Linked DNA regions of Mus musculus: all the other regions are linked to region 2. Evidence: chromatin contacts called from public HiChIP or PLAC-seq data. All regions are on one chromosome and are shown on one strand. The core of a region is the stretch at or near the end of the contact, and the rest is flanking DNA. Distances in the headings are between cores, read along the strand shown. Region 1 has its middle 33 kb from the start of Vav3. Region 2 holds the start of Slc25a24 (solute carrier family 25 (mitochondrial carrier, phosphate carrier), member 24). Region 3 holds the start of Vav3 (vav 3 oncogene).

Region 1 (3,940 bases), core at 813-3,312, 180 kb after region 2:
CTTAGGGATAAACCTAGTGAGTGAACTAGCTCACCTTTTGATGCAGCTCGAGGGTCAATCTATCATAAAGCCTACGCTTTGTCACTATTTGCTTATCTGACCTACATCAATAACATGACGGTGGCTGACAGGGTATAGAGATGGGAGAGGGGGAACTGAATTCAAGATTCTAATTACTTGGGTCCCCATCACTGTAAACTTCAGTTTGTTTGTTTGTTTTTAAATTTATGTATTGACAGCTGTTAGGGGTTTGGTAAGGGTCCTCATCAGGCAACTGTGTGAAAGGCTTGGTTGCCAATCCATGGTGCTATTGGGAGGAGACTGAGGGAGAGTCTTTAAGTGGAGCCTAGTGTGAGTTCTTCTGGTCACAGGGGGAATGCCCTTGAGGGAATACTGAGACCCTTGGCCCCCTTCCCTCTCTCTTTCTTTCCAGGAGGTGGTGGGTTTTGCGTATGCCCCTGTTTTACCACAGACCCCAAAGCAGTAGGCCAAATCAATGATAAAACCTCCAAAAGTGTGAGACAAACTCAAATTTTTTCCTGTTTTTAAAATAGAAATTTGGGCTGGAAAGATGGCTTGGTGGTTAAGAGCACTAACTGCTCTTACGATGGTCCTGAGTTCAAATCCCAGCAACCACATGGTGACTCACAACCATCTGTAATGAGATCTGATTCCCTTTTCTAGGGTGTCTGAAGACAGCTACAGTGTACTTACATATAATAAATAAATAAATAAATAAATAAATCTTTATTTAAAAAGGAAGTTTATTTATTTTTATTTTGTGTGTCTGAGCATTTTGCTTGCATGCTTCCATGTGCATCATGTGCCTGCCTAGGACAATGGAGAGTAGAAGAGGGTGTCAGCTTCCCCAGAACTGGCATTACAAATAGTTTTGATCTGTTGTATGGGTGCTGGGAACTCTGCAAGAACAGCAACTCCTCATAACCACTGAGTCATCTCTCCATCCCTCAAACCCTTTCTTTTAAAAAAAAAATTAATGACCTCAGGTAGTTTATCATAGTCATGGAATGCTGACTGTAACACACAGTGATTCTAAATGTAGATGCATTTGGAACAAAGTAAATGCAAGTGAACTTTGAGAACAAAAAGACCGAAGGTTTTAGAGTTGGAGAGGCCTGGCTTTGAAGCCACACTGTCTGTGAGACAGAGGGCTGGTTTTTTTCTCTGAACCCTGGTTTGCTTCTTACAAAATCGAGGTGATACATAGAGCTTAGAGTTGTGCGATTGAAATAAAATGCTCAGCTTGTATTAGTCATTCTGTCAATTTTTGTTTCCTACCTCTTGTCTTCTTAGACATATATATACAGTAGGTGACTCAAGGAGACTGCTAATTAGGGTAATAATGCTTTGTCCCGTTCTTTAAGGTTTTGAACTGAAGCAGTGTAGTAATGGGACGTGTTGGAGGTTTCACTGATATTACTCTCCTTGGTTATAAGTGATGAGTCTTCTTAGTGGAGAGAAGGAAATGAACAGAGTTGATTTTACCTGGTCCGTTTTAAGGTGTGTGTGTGTGTGTGCGTGTGTACATGTAGGTATGTATATGCATGTGTGTGAACATGGATATGGAAATTTGAGGTGAATGTCAGTTGTTTTCAATCACCACCTACTTTTTTTTTTTTTAATTTGATACAGAGTCTTGTACTGAACCCTGAGCTTGCTGTTTTGGCTAAGCTGGTTGGCCAGTAAGCCCCAGGGACCTGCCTATTTCCACCTCCCATAAGTATGTGGTCTTACATGGGTTCTGGGGGCTCGAACTCAGGTCCTCATATATGGCAAACACTTGACTGGCTGAGTCAACTTCCTCACCGTTTTTGGCATTGTGAGCTGTTATCAGACATTTCACAGTGGTTGAAATGATTGACCAGTGATGTCCCTGTATTTGTCATCCCATCTGACCCTCCCTGAATTATTTCTTGCAGGAAGTGTTAAGGGGCAGAATTCCAGCTTCAGGGAGAAAGGGGAGCCCTTGATAGGCTGCTCTATCCTGCATCAGCCACGTGGAATTCTCCTGCAGGGCAGAGAAGAGTCCAGTTACTATGACAATCAGAGCTGTTCTGCCAAGATTGCTAGCCAGGGTGCCCGCACAGCTAATTGCTATGCGCACATCCGTTCATTAGACTTTGACCCAGAATTACTAGTGTCTTTCACAAGGTAGGCAGTGAATCATTGTTTTTGGCTCCGGCTTTGTCTCTTTCAGCCGTGGTTTGGTTTGTATCAGAAGTACAAACTGTGCAGGCCATTACCTCTCTTAGTTACGAAGCTTCTTGGACTTTTACAAGAGGCTAAGATTTTTTACTAGAAAACACACATTAGTTATCCAAGAGCCCAGAGAAGCCGGTTGGGACTCAGAGCTGCTGATCAGCACCTCTGTGATATTATACAAATTGCTTCACCCCTCTGAGCCAGTTATCACAGCTGTGAAATGGGGTAATAAAATTTCCATCCACAGAGTTATGAGGCGACAGAAAAGAACGAGGCACTGAGAATCTCTGATACCTGTGTTTCCATCCGAAGTGTGAAGGCACGGTGGGATGGAGCAATACCTAAAGGCCTAGCACTCAGGTTTCTCTGGCTGGTGGCTAGCCACTGAGACCAGGGGCATCTCCCCACAAAGGTCGCACCCTTTGTGAGTCGGTATGTTGTCTGTCTTTCATACTTTACCATCTTTGAGTTAGGGAATATTAAAAAGCTGTGAAGAACCCCACGACCACCAAACAGCAATACAAATTTCAAACAATGTTGATTTTCTCCCACTAGCTCAATCAAAAAAGTTTACTTTTCTGCTCTATAATCGCTCTTTTGTACTACAGTCCTACTCCTAGAATTCTGGAGCGAGAACTACCAAGGTAGAATACTTTATATTGAGTAGTTTGAGATGGGATCCACTAGAAGTTAAATTCAAGTGTGTCTTTCACAAAGAGAAAATGGCGACGTTTAAAAGCAAACATTTATTGTGTGCTATACCTGTTATGTGTCAGACACCGTGGATCTAAAGACAGTAATATAAATTTGAAAATTTCTTTATTAGGAACAATGTCCTTCTAGCTCTATCATGTGATGGCTGCAAACAAGTGAGGGACATCTGATTCCAAGCCCCTACAACAGCTGGCCCTGTGATAGTAGCCTCTGAAAGCTTCCTGTTTGATAAGTACTCAGGCTGGATGTGAGACTCTTAGAAAACAGTCGCCTTGTTTTCTTATCTGTGCACCCAAGATGGGTTTTGTTCCCAAAAAGTTTTGTGTATAAAGCCACTGGAAAGGAACACCCAGGTTCCTTTCGGGACCTTTGCAGAGGGAGGCAGGATCTTAGCTAACTTCCCACCAGTCATCTTCAATTTGCCACGGCAGGGTAACTTCCAGCTTTGTTTCCAATGAGGCTTTTTGTTGATGTAAAAACAACTGGATGGGAGCATTCTAAAAAAGCACATTTAGGAATTTTTATGTTTTAAACAATGAAGTGCAGCTATCCAAACGAACTGTAATTTCTCCCTTAGGTTATATTCTGGCTTCAAATGAGACCAGTTAATTGCCGCTGTGTCTAATGTTGCCTTGGTTGATGTGGGAGACAACACTGTCTTGACTGTGACTCATTAGAAGCAACTGTCCAAGTGGAGGGTTCTCTGGTCCAGCACTGCTAGCTGTGGTAACTTTTGGCTTTAGTTTGTGAACATGGATTCTAGCCTTCTCTACACTCAAGCTTAGTCTCTTACCACAAACACCAAACTACCTAAGTAACAAACTCACTTCTTTGGCTGCATGAGAAAACAAATATTAATCCTCGTCCCACCCGTGCATCAGTGCTGCGGTTCTCGGCTTCTCACAAATGGACCATGCTGCGCTCCTAGGAGGGCTCTGAGCAAGCAGCGAAGTCTCAACATGTTCCCGGTGTGGGAGGGGATTCTGTGAGAATGAGTTAGCTG
Region 2 (4,182 bases), core at 1,506-4,005:
TTCCAGTGTTTTATATATAAAATAGAAATATACAACATTGATCAATTGTCTACGGTTACTGTTATTTAAAAGATTCAAATTATTTGCACTAAAATATAACATTCAGGACACAGTTCAAATAAATGTTGAAACACTGAAGTCTTTTTTCCATTCATTTATTTATTCACTTTACATCCAGAGGGAGGGCCCCTCTCCTCCCAGGCCCTCCTGACACAGCCCAATCTCCCCAGAAACACGGAAGTCTTAACAGAGCTTTTTAAATTTCAAAATGCTGAGGCAAGGTTTTAAAGGCAATTGAAATTCTATTATTTAAAACAATTACAGTTGCTTTTAAAATGTGAAGTATTCACACGAATTAGTAATGATGGTGATTTCCATACTTAAGTGTCATGTTTTTACAACTGAGAATTGTTTACATTTATTTTGGGGATGGGATGGGTTGATAGTCTGGGCAAGAGACAGAATTCCCTTTTCATCTGGAATTTTGACTCTTAAATGACTTACAGAATTTCCAATTAGCTTAATGTGATATGAATGAGCCAAAACATAAAATGATTAGTTTCCTCACTGTACTGCTAGGACATCCAGGTTCATGTCTCACTGCACGGTGAAATCACCTTTCCGGTGATGATCACAGCTTTTTACGGGAGCTGTTCAATACATGGCCTCCTTCATGATCACTCAGATTTGAGAGAGCATCAACCGTGGGGAATTTGGAACCGAACTGGTCCTTGTGCAGAGGCTGATGGTTTGTCTGCAATAGCACAGAGCAATTGATTAGTAGCTGTTAATAAAAAGGGTAAACATGTTTATCTGCTCAAACCATGAGACTCCGGAGTGGTTATTCAAGCAGATCCCTCACTACTCCAAGTGATCCAGAGTAGGTGCTGATGTCTTCAAGGACCAAAACTGATGGGGGTAAAATATCTGTGGTTCCCATGGAAATGAAGGGCATGCGAAGGCAGCAAGTCTTTTAATGCAGGAGTGCTGAATTAGGCTGAACCCTAGACTTGTCCTTCCTGACCACAATAAATCAAGTAAAACTAAGTATGAACCCAGGTTTTCTGTGTGGCCTTTGTGGGAGCCCTTGGTTGTGGGCCTGACGAATGGACACAGGAAGGGAAGCCCTTTCATGGAGATGATTGGGGTCCGTGAGCATTTTCTTCTCCCATGCAGACAATTTTCTACGGTTGTTATCTCTGTGTTGGCCATCCTTCACCGTCACAGCAAATACTGGAGATAATGTTTATAAACAGGGAAAGGTTCACCTGGGCTGGTTTCAGAGGTTCCAGCCCATGGTTACATGACCTCATTGCTTGTAGGCCACTGCTGGGGGGGTGTGACCGCAACACTGGGGAGCACAGGGTGGAATAAAACCACTCACCTCATACGCTGCCTTCTGCCCTTTAATATCACCCCCCGAAAAAAAACCCTTCTGACTCTTGCAGCACATAACTCCCGATATGTTTCTGTCACTATATAGCTCTGCTCTTTTCAGAACTTCCTAGCATGCGATTGCTTTCAGAGCTGAGAGGCAGCTCCTAGTTCGAACACAGCACAGGTTGTTCCACTGAGGAACCTTTATTTCTGGGTTGGCAAGCGTCCTCAACATCAGCCATCTCCAGAGATGGCCTTAGAAGCCATTTTCCAGGAGAGCCAACAAAGACTGGTGGCGTCTGAGAGCCTTTCCAGAGGAAGGGGCTAATTTCCAAGACTATGGCTTGGAAGCAATAGAGGCCCAGAAACTGGTTACTGGCAGCCTTTATCTGCAGACTCTATTTATACACAGTATATTTTAATGTACAGAGTGGTAAGGAAGGAGGGAAATTCAAGTCCTCCACTTTGGAAGAAACAAGTGGTTTTAGTGTTCGTTTTAAATACCCGGACACAACAGGACATAACCACAGATTCTGCTAAGCAGCAGTGATTGAATTGAGACTATTCCAGAGAAGGACATTTCACTTGATGGCAAAGCAGCTGTTCATATTCTCATTTTACTGACGGGAGGCTATCCAGGGAAGCTACGTTAGGTCTTTGGAATTACACAGCCGAAGGAGCAGGTATCGAAGTCTCTGTAGTCCCAGCGTTTCTCCCGTTATCCCAGAAACTGTGTCTCACCTGAACTATAAATGGCAAACCTCAGGACCACACCTGTCTCGAAGGAAAGAAGCTGGGGTTTCTTTGTGTGCTGTGGGAAGGTACCCACTGTGTTCCATCTTCTCTCCTTTCTCTATGCCCTCTTGGGTGGCTGATGCTCCTCTCAGAAAAAGGCCTCTAGCAGGCCCCTTTCCTCTCCCTTTGGTCTGATAGCCATTTTCACTTTTGACTCTCTGTCCCAGATACCCACCTACTGCTGTCTTTCTGATGAACTCTGCACTTCTCCAAGTCTTCCAGCCCAACGGGGCTTTGAGGTTGAGCAACCTGCTCATCAAACTACCCCCAAACCCAAGCTTTAATAAATCTGTTGGCGAAGTTTGTGCCTTTGGGCAGAGCAGAAACCCTCCTTGCATTCCCCCCTTCATCCCCCCCTCCCCCCCAGCACCCTATCCTACCTGGTTCTGGAGTCAGGAAGCTGGCCCATCCCCTCCTAGTCGCCAGCGCAGGCCTGGGCCAGCTCCGCCCAGAGCAGCAGCTGGGCGACCACACCCTGTGCGGAGCTCAGTTCCTGCGAGCCAGAAGCCTCGCCCCCCTCCCCCCCCCCCCCCCCCCCCCCCCCGACGACGATCCAGACAACCCGCGGCCGCCGCCCCACCCCACAGGCCTCCGCACTCGGATCGCGCCCCACCAGCTCACGGTGACTTCCCCGGGACCATGCTGCGCTGGCTGCGGGCCTTTGTGCTGCCCACCGCCGCCTGCCACGACGCGGAGCCGCCCACACGCTACGAAACGCTCTTCCGGGCGCTGGACCGCAATGGGGACGGCGTGGTGGACATCGGAGAGCTGCAGCAGGGGCTGCAAAGCCTGGGCATCCCGCTGGGCCAGGACGCGGAGGAGGTGGGTCGCTGTAGGGTGTTGGGGTGGCCGCAGGCGCCACACAGCCAGGTCCTGGGAGGGCGGTGGCCTGAGGCCAGGCAAGGAGGAGGAACTATGCCCGCCAACCCGCTGAAAGAGCTCCAAGGAGTTGGATCTGGAAGGCGGCGGGTGTATTCCCAGATAAATTAATGTTGCACACTTAAAACTGTCAACACTTTTTGTTCTGAGAGCATCTCTGGTTCTTGGCTCACTTGTCCCGTCCTTTGCAAACTTTTCATGACCTGCTGTCAGACTTTAGTGAGTCCCAACTTTAAGTAACTTTGTTACAGCTAGAGTTTATTGTTTCAAAAAGGAGTTAAAACCGGCCTTGCTCCCAACTGCTGGGTGAGGTAGAAAGGCCACATTCCGTTTTTATGACGTTCAAAGTTAGTCCCCTGGGTGCACGCATTGATCTGAAGGGTTGACCTGTTGCAAAGCAATTGGACTTTCTCTGAGTCATATGAATTGTGGCCCTGACATCCAGGCTCCTTGGCAGGGTGGGGACACTAGATCTGGAACTTGTCCAGCCCGCTGTCTTACAAGAGGACGCTGGCTTTTCTATCTTAAGAGGAAGGTGCTTGAGTTACTGAGTGGGCCACAACTGTTCTGTACCTATATTTAAAACTCCTCTTTCAGTCACTGTCAATGCCATTAATAGAGGAGTCTTCACTTTAGTTTGTCCTCTTGGTAAGTTACAACTTTATTTTTTGGAAGCTGCCAGTTTTGCCCAAGGCATTATTCTATATAACTTTACAGAACTTCTGTGTCTGCAGGGGTCCCTCTTTCTTCCTTATCTCAGTTCTTCCCCCATCTTCACTCTGGCCATAGGTTTGCCTATTCGATGCACTTTCTGAAAGAACCAAGTTCGAGTGTGGCTCTTCTACTTGCTCCGGGCTGACTCATTTCCTCCCATTTCTTGAATCAAAGGCCTGCCTAGCTACTTTTGAGTGATAGCATCTCTTCAGCCACCCTGTGGCTGCATCTCAGAGGCATGTTTCGGTTATTAGTTGTTTTTATTATTCTAATCACTTCCAGGTGTTTTCTAATCACTGACATGATGTCTTTGACTTATGTATCATTCTAAGTGTGCTTTAGGTTTCCCAATACATTTTTGTTCTTTGAAAATATGAATAAATTAGACAACGCATCCGGGGCATGCCTCCAATCCCA
Region 3 (3,836 bases), core at 590-3,089, 220 kb after region 2:
GAAGAATAGAAGTTGCCCAAGGTTATCAAAAAGCAGCTTAACTTGGATTCTAAATCCAGGTTTGTTTACTGGTCGGTACACATGATCTGGATTTTGGAAATATTTTAACAGTATTAAGGGATGATCTGATGCTACCTAAAATGAAATGCTTGGCTAGTCTTTGCTTTTTCCTTATCATCTTTCCTCTTTTCCAGCGCCACTTCTTCTTATGCAGGACCACATTTTAAATGGCAAGTCATGTGTGTTTTGTTTGTAAAGATCTATAATGAGTAACATGGCTTACAGTACTTGCCTCTTTTTGATGGTTTTGCATTCTGAGTTTTTAGGAAAGTGGTAGTCAACAGCCAACCCCCCCCCCCCAAAAAAAATCACATGGAAAATTCCAGAAAGAAAAAGTATATATATTTTATACATTCTTTCACGATTTATGATTATAATGTTCTATTTTATTGCAACACTGCTGTTGATAATCTTCGTGCCTAGGATGCACTTTACAGTTTCGGTGATACAGTATTGCTAAGGATTGATCCTCCTGTAGTTTCAGGCTTTCAAACCTATTATGGTCTAGGAAACATTGTGCTATTGATGGACTCCACAGTGTGCACAGAGGAAGTTGCTGGGGACGGATGCATGCGAGGAAAGGAAATCCTTAGGCTGATTTATTATTGTTTAAGGCTGGTTGTGTACACAGCAGGCCACGCTTGCTACAGTCACGCATAAAAGAAGCGAACTTCTGTCCCAACAGATCATGTACTTTTTAAAAGTTACGTTTTGTCCTGTTTATAAAATCAATAAGATCCACAATCGAAAATTTGAGCTACAAATATCTAATGAAACAGCAGCAGCAGCAGCAGCAGCAGCAGCAGCAGCAGCAACAACAGATATAAAATCCCACCAAACTAGATTTCAATTAAAAAAAAAAAAAGACTAGCGAAGAGGGCATTTACAGGGAGTTGTCAGAGTTCAGTGAAATAATATATTACTACAAAAAGCTTATACACCCTTTTCGGCTTTGTAGGGCAGTGGGAATAAAAAAGACAGGGAGAACCTTGCCTCAGTATGACAGAGTTGACATGTGTGGGTGTGTGTGGGGGGGAACTTTCCAATTTTCCCCAGGGTTCTCCAAATATGCTGACCCAGTCTCTCAGTGTCTCGGTACTGAAGCGATTTGAGCTCAAACCTGGTGGCAAGTCACTGACGCATGCGCGCTCTTGCCTCTGTGTCACCGGCCAGTTTTCTTTTTTTCTCAGGCAGGATTTTGAAGATCAGCAAAAGGCGCTGGACTGCTTTAGTGAACAGTTCCAAGCCTGGGAGATATGCAAAACCTACTTCTTTCCCTCTACCTAGGCTGAAGCTGCAATTGTCCCCACGTCACGCACTTTCAAGGTGTCAAAACATTCTCAGAAGAAACTGACTTTCAGGAAGGGGCTGAGGATGGACCTGGAGGAGGCGGGACCAGGGGCCGATCACAAACTTTCCATGCTGCGTTCTCCAGCTGCGCGTAGTGCACATCTCATTTCTCCAGGCTCCCTGTGTCCCAGTTAAGCCTTGGCTCCTCTGAGACCCTCTTAATTTAAATCGCATTCATTGTTCAGGGTGTCCCCGGGGACACCCCTGCGAATCTCAGTGTTCAGCCACACTTCCTAGGAAGCCGCGCCGATGGGCTAATCCCTGGACGCCCCGGGGTTGTGCAAGCTCCACTCATCCGAGGGTTCACGGGCGGGCGGGGGCGCCGGGATCCCCTTTGTGGCCGCCGCCCCAACTCGGCCCGCTCCTCCCCCCAGCCGCCCCGCCCTCAGCCCCGGACCCCCAGCCAGGGCGGCGGGCACGCTCGCACCCGCGCCTCCGGGGACTCGCGGACCGCACAGACCGGCCAGGCGCGCTGGGCATGCTCAGTCGCGGGGCGCCAGGCTCGCCAGTCGGAAGCCAGTGCTCAGCGGAGCCGGCCGGGGCGCACCGAGAGCGCGCGGCACTCGCTGCTGCAGCGGCGGCCGGGCCGCGGCGCATCCGGGCGGGGACCCGAGGCGAGTCCCACGCGGCGTCCCCGAGCCGCCGGCAGCGGCGCCCGCTCCAGAAAGGCAAAGCGAACCAGGGGCCATCAGCGCGACTGGCGTCGGCGGGGCTCTGACGCTCCGCGGCGGCCACCTCAGAGTCGCTGCCCGCCCCGGCCGGGCCGGGTCCGGGAGCCGTCGGACATGGAGCCGTGGAAGCAGTGCGCTCAGTGGCTCATCCACAGCAAGGTGCTGCCCCCCAACCATCGGGTGACCTGGGACTCGGCGCAGGTGTTCGACCTGGCGCAGACCCTTCGCGATGGAGTCCTGCTCTGCCAGCTGCTCAACAACCTGCGGCCACACTCCATCAATCTGAAGGAGATCAACCTGAGGCCCCAGATGTCCCAGGTATGGAGGCCACCCCGCGACCCCGCTGCCCGTCAGAGGCTCCCATTAATCATCCGGATAATTTCTTTGTGTAAATGCAAACATCTAGGTGCGCTCCGCTTTGCCCTGCCTCTCAGTTCTCAGCTTGGGGGCTTTTCCTCACTTGCCTTGAAATGACTTAGCTTCTAAGCAGAACTAATAAAGCCTTGCGTCGGGAGATGGTGTATGGAATCCTAAAGGTTTCTGGGAGGCGGGAAGAAATAAGTTATCCTAGGGCGCGTTTCACCTTTCTGCCCCCCCCCCCCGTGTGTGTGTGTGTGTGTGTGTGTGTGTGTGATAACAAAGAGGGAGTCGGCTCTAAAATAACAATGAGAAGGGATGAGATGAAGCGGTGGGGTTAATTTTGCTTTGACTTATTTTTTGCTTTCATTTGGTCCTCACGTTCTGGAAAGAGGAACTGTGCCATAGATGAGGACTCTAGGAAGTGGAGGGCGTTTGGTACCGTTATCTGCTCAGAGGAAATAAACCAAGAGGGACACAGAGAGCCTTCCTGAAGTTCCCCACCCCGCCCCCTAAGCCCGTGGCCTGTTAGCAAACTGGAAGGTTGTGTTTATAGCTTGTCTGAAAACGTAAGGGGAGCCAGCCCAGCCTCCCTCACCGGTGGCAGGAAGTGAGAAGTTTTGCTGGAGACTCTGCTTTTTTTCATTGGGTCTTGCGATCAGGTAGCTTGGAGGCACTTGGGCTTCTGTGGCCTTAGCTTGGAGATACCTCTTTGAGGGTTCTGATTAAAATCCAGTCCTGGAAGGCACAGAAAGCAGTGGGTTCCTCAGAGACAGCTCAAAAAGCCACATGCAGCCCAGTGCTGCTTATTTTTTGGGCCGGTCGGAAAGTTTCTGTTAAAAGGATGTTCAACACAACTCAGAACTTCTATTTTCTCTTTCACACGCACACGCACATGCACACGAAAAGAAAAAGAAATGTTTCAACTTAAAAGGGGAAGGAAAGAGACCTTTTAGTGACATATTTTAGCACTAGCCCTGTATGATTCAGAGACTTACCACTTACCCAGAGCTGTGTCCTTGCAGAAAAAAGTGATCTTATGCAGTTTAATAATCTCATAATTAAAGCAGGAACTCCCACACTCTGCCCTGGTTGTCAGTATTTCATCAGGGTCGATCCTCACTTCAAATTCTGTGTCCCCTGTTGGTAAGCAGTCTCCAAGGAAAAAAAAAAGCAGATATATAAGTATTGAGTGCCATATGTGTTTACAATAAGGATCAATTATTTTAGACTCTCTTAGAAACCTGAATGATGGGTGATTGCTAATTCTGTGGACTTGCCCACAATTGTGGCAACCATAGATAGTCCTGTGGAGGGCTTCAGTGGTTGTTTCTGTACTGTCTGAGTTAACTGTTAGGAGTAAGGTTGTGCCACGCACAGGAGTCACTTGTTAGATCT

What was found. HiChIP or PLAC-seq counts read pairs in DNA pulled down with a chosen protein or histone mark.
Region 1: a contact with region 2 is called in an HNF4G HiChIP or PLAC-seq map of pancreatic cancer cells. The contact joins the enhancer-like site here to the promoter of Slc25a24 in region 2. A contact is called at or near these places in 5 of 39 promoter capture datasets (the 3T3-L1 cell line, 3T3-L1-derived adipocytes, HPC-7-derived erythroid cells and 1 more), 1 of 484 Hi-C or Micro-C datasets (muscle stem cells), 2 of 115 datasets of contacts at active chromatin or transcription factors (pancreatic cancer cells and trophoblast stem cells) and 1 of 9 other capture datasets (adipose tissue).
Region 3: a contact with region 2 is called in an H3K4me3 HiChIP or PLAC-seq map of bone marrow-derived macrophages, with 5 times the contacts expected there. The contact joins the promoter of Vav3 here to the promoter of Slc25a24 in region 2. A contact is called at or near these places in 16 of 39 promoter capture datasets (the 3T3-L1 cell line, 3T3-L1-derived adipocytes, the HPC-7 cell line and 10 more), 5 of 484 Hi-C or Micro-C datasets (CD4 T cells, bone marrow-derived macrophages, embryonic stem cells and 1 more), 8 of 115 datasets of contacts at active chromatin or transcription factors (bone marrow-derived macrophages, effector CD8 T cells, embryonic stem cells and 4 more) and 3 of 9 other capture datasets (adipose tissue, embryonic stem cells and liver).

Annotation. Positions count from the first base shown.
Region 1 is chr3:109,305,514-109,309,453 of GRCm38.p6, forward strand. No RefSeq gene overlaps it. Among named protein-coding and RNA genes, the nearest start is that of Vav3, 33 kb to the right of the region's middle. Within about 2 kb of position 2,063, at least 43 of the 459 cell types and tissues checked have an H3K27ac peak or open chromatin away from gene starts, as enhancers often do. A contact at or near this core is called in muscle stem cells and pancreatic cancer cells, where this site is marked.
Region 2 is chr3:109,120,394-109,124,575 of GRCm38.p6, forward strand. Slc25a24 (solute carrier family 25 (mitochondrial carrier, phosphate carrier), member 24) reads left to right here and starts at 2,756. Exons shown (of 10, transcript NM_172685.3): 1 at 2,756-2,994. The coding sequence starts at 2,812. It overlaps Gm19391 (a long non-coding RNA gene), which reads right to left and starts at 2,681. Exons shown (of 2, transcript XR_867568.1): 1 at 2,553-2,681; 2 at 140-754.
Region 3 is chr3:109,338,844-109,342,679 of GRCm38.p6, forward strand. Vav3 (vav 3 oncogene) reads left to right here and starts at 1,840. Exons shown (of 27, transcript NM_020505.2): 1 at 1,840-2,399. The coding sequence starts at 2,196.